Regions from separate parts of the Mus musculus genome. Here region 2 is linked to region 1. The links are chromatin contacts, called in public Hi-C maps. All regions are on one chromosome and are shown on one strand. The core of a region is the stretch at or near the end of the contact, and the rest is flanking DNA. Distances in the headings are between cores, read along the strand shown. Region 1 overlaps Camta1 (calmodulin binding transcription activator 1). Region 2 has its middle 25 kb from the start of Camta1.

Region 1 (3,446 bases), core at 297-2,796:
ACTTACTGGCTTGCTTCCCTGGGCTTGCTCCACTTGCTTTCTTATAGAACCCAAAACTACCAGCCCAGGGATGGCACCACCCACAAGGGGACCTCCCACCCTTGATCACTAATTGAGAAAATGCCTTGCAGCTGGATCTCATAGAGGCATTTCCTCAAGGGAGGCTCCTTTCTCTGTGATAACTCCAGTTTGTGTGAGGTTGACACACAAAATCAGCCAGCACACACATACACACACCTTTCTACTATACCTAGATGGGGCTTCTGATGCCTCTATCGGCACCTGGCGCCATTCCTATGATCTCTGGGTTTCTGCCCCAAGGCATGGCATCCCTTTCTTCTCCTTTCTTTCTCCCCACCCCCCATAACACACACACACACACACACACACACACACACACACACACTTTCCATTTGCTTCTCCTATAAGGATGCTTTCCTGGTCCTCCACAAACCAACCTTCATATCCTCCTTCCCAGCTGAACTCAAGATTCTTCTTCCTCAGGGGCCCGCCCTAGACGAGCACCCACTCCTCTTCGCACCCCACACTGCTTGTGAGTCTTTTTATCTGCTTCACAGAGCTTTTTATGAACAAAATTACTGTGTACATTTATTTGTGGGGTGGTAAAGAGTGAACTGGGTCTCCCTACATTTGTGTGTTGAAGCTTTCACACCTAATGTGATAGTGTTGCAGATGGGGGGGTGTCTTTGGGAGGTCATGATGGTTAGATAAGATCAGGGAGGGAGCCCTCATGATGAGATTTGTAACTTTACTGGAAGACAGAGAGGGAGAGAGGGAGAGAGGGAGGGGAACCCCTCTGCCCTGCTTAGCTATAATTATCAACTTTGCACAGCCTAGAGTTGCCTGAGAGAATCCTCAACTGCCTAAATCAGACTGGCCTGTGGGCATGACTGTGGAGAATAGTCTTGATTATTAATTGATGGGGGAGGGCCCTTCCCACTGCAGACAGCACTGTCCCGGGCAGGTGGCTCTGGGCTATGCAAGAAAGCTGGCTAAGCAAGATCTGTGAGTGAGCCAGCACTGCATTCATCCTCCGTGGTTTCTGCTTGACTTCCTGCCCTGCCCTGGGCCGCGACCTGGAAGTGTAAGCTGAGATCAACCCTTTCCTCCCCAGGTTGCTTTTGGGCAGAGAGCCTTAAGGCAGCAGCAGAGAGGGAGCAAGAACACCTCCCCCACGTGATGACTCAAAGTAAAAGCAGCTATCAGCCATGACGAAGGACTTCACCAAGAAGAACACAATCAGCCAGAACCTTGGTCCTGACCTTCCCGGGCCCAGCGCTGTGAGAAATCAATGTCTATTGTTCACACGCACACACTCCAGTCTGCGATGCTTTGTTGGAGTGGCTGGCGGGGACCAGTTCACTGGCTCACCTTCTGACTTGTCCCCTCCCCGCCACACTAGAACATACACTGCAGGATACAGAAAATGCCATTGTTTTTTCCAGAGGCAGGAAGATGCTCGACAGAGCACAGGTGCTAAAAACACGGCTACAAACTTGTTCCCACCCCACAGCTACGACTCAGCTGCGCATGCGCAAAAGCACAGCTGTCTCATCGTCTACGTCCAAAAGCAAGCAGTAGAGCGGGGAGCGCATCCAGATACCAAACAGCTTCAAAACCTAAATGTGGAGGGAAGAGCAACAATATCTCTTAAGAAATCTTTTTTTTAAGAGTTAGAAGTTTCCATCTGTGAGACAATCTCTCTGCCTGCCTCCCATCTGCAAAACAGCCAAGCTGAAGTTTTCTGGGGTGCACCCAGCAGAACATCCCCTCCACAGATGCACCCCAAAATAAAGGATGGGGATGGGGGTGGGGTGAAGTCTACTACCAAACAAGGTGCACCACACTCAGTACCCCCAAACTGTGTGGGTGGATGCGGCAGAGCCCTTAGCCTCTGTCCCTCTTCCCAGCAGCAAAGCTAAGCCAGTTTGATGTGTCGTGCACTCACTCCCCTTGAAGACAAGTTAGAGGCCCAGCCCCCTAATAAGTGTGGCTTTAGTTGGCAGGAGCAACTCTGCGGATGTAATCGTGTTAAGATGAGCTCACAGGCTCAAATCTAGCATGACTGTGACCTAGGCCACTTGAGTCAGAGATACCCCGGGTGTCAGACACCTATGGATGAAAGCAGAGGCTAGAGGGACACAGTTGTAAGCCAAGAATGGGTAGCTCAGGTCACCCGTGAAGATAATCTAGTGACCACGTGTTCGATGTTCTGCAGAACGGGAATAGGGCTCACTCTTAAGCCTGGCCAGAACAAAGGTGTGACCAATGCTTGTCTGACCGAGCCAAACTCTCTGGGCAAAGACAGAAGGGGAAGGCTGAGGGGGTTCCCAGACTGTCACATCAACTTTCGAGCCAAATGAACCCGGCGCCTGGACGGTCTGTACGCTCAGATGGCGAGTCTATCAGATCTTACAGCTGAGACCTTGAAAGGCTCAGAAATAAATCAAGAGGGAATCAGAGGGGAGAGGGAAGCAGAAGAGTTCGAGCGGCGAGTGGTGCCATCTAGGCCTTTCTGGCAAGCTGGACGCAGGCAGTTCCAGCATAAAGGGACCTTTGTGGCTTGGCTCTCAGGCCAGTGTTCTGTCTGCTCCTGAGGAGTTGGAACCTGACTCCCCAATGATTTCCATGCAGTACAAGAGACCATGAAACTTTCTAGGGCTCATGACTGCACTGGTAAAATGTAAAGTCAGGGGCGAGGGGACAGGACAGTAGTGATCTGTCCTAAGACACCTGAGCCTAACCCCAGGTCTATGTAGGAAAGGGACTGCCCTGTGACCCCCTTCTGTGTGAGGCAGGAGACTCCTGTAATGAATCTACTACACTCCCCCACTTTTATCTATTGACTTCCTGAAGCCTCAGGGTGGCCAACTATGACTGCATTGGAGGGGGTGAGATGCCAAAGAGATAAAAAAAGGATTCCCCCCCCCCACAAGATGAGCATGACCCAACAGGACTGCTGCCTTGTAAGAGACTGAGACCAGAGGGACACCAAGATAAGTACATGGAACACAGGCCTTATGAAAAACCGGTGTGAAGACGCCATGAGCAAGGCCTCAGGAGAACCCAGGCTGGCAGACATTTTGATATTGACTTCTGAGACCCCCCTGGCTCTCGGGACTTGGCTGTGGCTAGGCCAGCAGGCTCACACAGCCCCTTGGGACAAGAACCTGACAATATAAATGTTCCTATCATATAAACATCCATGGAAGACACAGGAACGCCACAGAAGCAGTGTATAAAACGCTAAATGACAAGCTGCAGGGTCCTGAGGACTGGCCTAGGGAGCGGCCGATGTCACTGCTCCGTGTTGTAGGTCTATGACTTTGGCTCACATCCTGGTTCCAGCCGGTTTGCTGTGTTACTTGAGCCTCAGGCTGCTCCTCTCTAAAGTAAGGCAATAATAGCAACCGCTTCTTAGCATT
Region 2 (3,446 bases), core at 340-2,839, 270 kb after region 1:
ACCAGGTGGGTACCACACCAGCCAGTCATTTCCCGTTTGTGTCCACGGGGCCCATTAATTTACCCAACTCAGCCAAAATAGCACTAGGCTGCTTTTATTCTAAGTTCTGAAAGCAAAGAGGAAAGTGCATATTTGGCTCATTAACTTTTGGTAAAGGAGAAGTCACGTGTATAAACAACATCTGGGCTGACCTGAGGTCACAACCACCCGTGGGTGCTCATGGCCTCAAGGAGAAATGATTCCCAGACTCTCAGTGTTCATCTGCATTCACTGAGCTGCCTCTGGTCCTTCACCACCTCCCCAAATCCTCTCAGGAGGCTTCAGGTCCTCCTTCGGGGGGAGCACCGAGGGGACCCGTGTGAAGGTGATGCTCCGCTCAAAGCTGGGAAGATGGCTCACAAGACGGGGACCCGAGTCTGATCCTCAAAACCCACATCTTTGAAAGGGCCAGACAGAGGACTGAAGAGACAGCTCTGCAGTTAAGAGCACTGGCTGCTCTTCCCGAAGACCTGGGTTTGGTTCCCAGCACCCACATGATGGCTCATAAGCTCCTGAAACGCCAGTTCCAGGGGATCTGACACCCTCATCTGACCTCTGTGTCTCAGGCACACACGGGGTGCACATACATATGTGCAGACAAACCCTGTGTACACATAAAATAGAAATGAAGTCAGAAAGCCAGGGAAGTGCTTGTAAACCAGCACTGAGAGGCTAGAGGTCGGTCCCGGAGCTCACTGGCCTGCAAGCCTCACCGAACGAAGACACAGGCGGCTAAGAGACTGCAGTGTCCCTAAAAAGGTGGATGACGCTGGAGTAATGACCCCCAAGATGGTCCCCTGGCCTCCACATGGGAGGACCTGGGGGGTGAAGTGGAATCTTAAGGGTTCTTTGGAAAGTCGGTTGGATGGCGTTTTGCTGGGGCAAAGACATAAAGGGATTTTTCGCTGAAGCAGACGCAGGAGAGAGGACGTTCTGCTAAAGCAAGCACGTGAAAGGACGCGTGATGAAGGATTCTTCGCTAACAATGCGCACGTATTGGTCCGCCTTTCATAGTGTGGTTGAGCTGCATTTGTCGGGACTCCATAGAGAGAAACGCACCAACACACCAAAACACTTGTGGTGGTGTGCTGCAGTTCCTGCCCCTTCCTCGAACTTGGGCCGACTGGCAGAGTGATGTCAGCTGAGACAGTAGGGCTCACAGTGTACGATTGGAGTTCTGAGAGCCAGGGTTCGTCTGACTCCCTTTTTATTATTTTTATTACATTTTACTTATGGGGGTGAGTATGATGTGAAGGCTGGAGAACGGAGTCCATTTCCTCCTTCCCCTGTGTGGGTCCTAGGATTAGAACACGAGCCATCTTGCCCCCAGGGTTGTTTCTTACTGTTTTCCAACAGTTTACTGAATTGCATTTCGCCCATTCTGCCAAAATCTAGGTATGAGACAGTGGCCAAATCCAGTCCTGTTGGTCTCCTTTGTAGGTAGCAGGCAACGGCGTGGGCCAAGGATTTGCCACCCCCTTAGTCTGGGAAACCAGGATGCATCTTCCCCGGCTTAGTGTTGGCATAAGTCTGTGACCTCAAATCACTGCACTGGTCGTAGAGTTACCCAAGCTTTCCCCGGTGCTCTGTTCCAATCGGATTATTACAGCTCATTTCTCTCCAGAATGGCACAAACCCCTCCCTAGGCTCCCAGCCACAAAGGGGAAATTAACAGTAACATAAAAAGTTAAGAAGGTGAGAGAATATTATCACTCCTGTCAACAATAAAATCTCCTGCTGATCTTCAGTGGGGAAGACAGGTGCATCTATTATTTATAGAATACAGATTGTTAAATATTAAATGCTTGAGCCTGGGACAGTGTAAGGGTAAAACCAAGAATGTGTGTGAGCTTCGTCAGAATCATAAAGACGTACCTCCTTGCAAGGGTGAAGTGCACCTACATTTACTGCCAGTTTTACTGCACTGTAAATTAGGGGGGGGGCTATGGAGTGTCAGTTTCAAGATCTAAGTGATAGACACTACCATCCAGATGGCATCTGTCTGCACCCCGCTCCCTGAGTAGCTCCAGCACCCTCGCCTGGAACCTTAACCATTTCTGCAGGGGCGGGCGATGGAAGGACGGAAGGGTGCCTTCCCACGCTTTATTTACGCTTGGGGGAATGGCAGCCAGGAAGGAGCTTCATAGGCCGATAATGTTTCTCACAGTTGCTTACCCTGTCCAAATGCTTGTGCTGACAGAGGGAGGTGAAAATACTCCTTAACATCACAGGAGCTGCGGGTTTGGAGCTGTGTTCCTAACTGAGGCAGGAGGATCATCTGAGTCCAAGAATCTAAGAACAGCATGCATAAATAAAGTAACACTCTGGAACATCGAGGGAAGGGACCAGAGGGACGGCTGAGCAGTCAAGAGAGTGGCCGCCCTTCCAAGGACCCAAGTTCCATTCCAAGCATACCCGTGGCAGCTCACAACATCTGTAACTCCAGTTCCAAAGGATCTGATGTCCTCTGCTAGCCTCGTTGGTCACCACGCACACAAATGCACACAGACACACATGCAGGCAAAACACCCATACACCAAAAATAAAATAATTCCTAAAAATGTTTTTTTAAAAGAAAAGGAATAAGGGGGAAGCAGGCAGGGGTAGGCAGCTCAGTTGCCCAGGGGTTTTCCACACGTGAGAAAACCTTGACTTCGATCCCCAAGAGCCCAGATCAAAATGCCAGACACTGTGGTGAATATCCATGATCCAGTCCTGGAGAGTCAGAGACAGGTAGATCCCTGGGGCTGCTGGCCAGCCACTCAAGCCCAGTCAGTGAGCTTGGTGAGCTACACACTCAGCAACAGACCCTGTCTCAAAACAATAGGGCAAGACTCTGTCATTAACCTCTGGCTTCAATGTATAACCTCACATGCACCTGTATACACACACACACACACACACACACACTCTCACACATACTCATGCACATACTTACACACTCACACACACACTCTCATACACATACATATATACACACACATGTACACACACTCTTGCACACACTCACACGAATATAAACACATACTCACATATATTTACACACACTCACACATACACACTAACACACACATATACACACACTCTCAAACACACACATACACACTCATACACATACACACATATATACACTCACACTCATACACACATTCACACACACATATATACACAAACTCTCAAGCACACACTCATACACAAAAACTCACACACACATGTACACACAAACTCAAGTACACACTCACACACACACATATACATACTCACATCCACACACACTCACACACAGAAAAGAAAACTAAGCTCACAACTTACATGGATGCCAAACATTTTTAATGTTTAGGTGATTTTTGTCACCTTACCCTAGTTGTTATTTGCTTATTTTTTTGAGACAGGTTATGTAGTCCAGG

Evidence for each region. Hi-C and Micro-C count contacts between places; a contact is called where the count stands out from the background.
Region 2: a contact with region 1 is called in a Hi-C map of rod photoreceptor, with 2.1 times the contacts expected there. The contact joins two enhancer-like sites. A contact is called at or near these places in 1 of 15 datasets of contacts at CTCF or cohesin (embryonic stem cells), 10 of 484 Hi-C or Micro-C datasets (embryonic stem cells, granulocyte-monocyte progenitors, muscle stem cells and 1 more) and 1 of 115 datasets of contacts at active chromatin or transcription factors (heart atrium).

The regions. Positions count from the first base shown.
Region 1 is chr4:151,617,550-151,620,995 of GRCm38.p6, forward strand. All of the region lies in intron 3 of Camta1 (calmodulin binding transcription activator 1), which reads right to left. Among named protein-coding and RNA genes, the nearest start is that of Gm52712, 22 kb to the right of the region's middle. Within about 2 kb of position 1,547, at least 25 of the 459 cell types and tissues checked have an H3K27ac peak or open chromatin away from gene starts, as enhancers often do. A contact at or near this core is called in rod photoreceptor, where this site is marked.
Region 2 is chr4:151,885,097-151,888,542 of GRCm38.p6, forward strand. No RefSeq gene overlaps it. Among named protein-coding and RNA genes, the nearest start is that of Camta1, 25 kb to the left of the region's middle. Within about 2 kb of position 1,590, at least 3 of the 459 cell types and tissues checked have an H3K27ac peak or open chromatin away from gene starts, as enhancers often do. A contact at or near this core is called in rod photoreceptor, where this site is marked.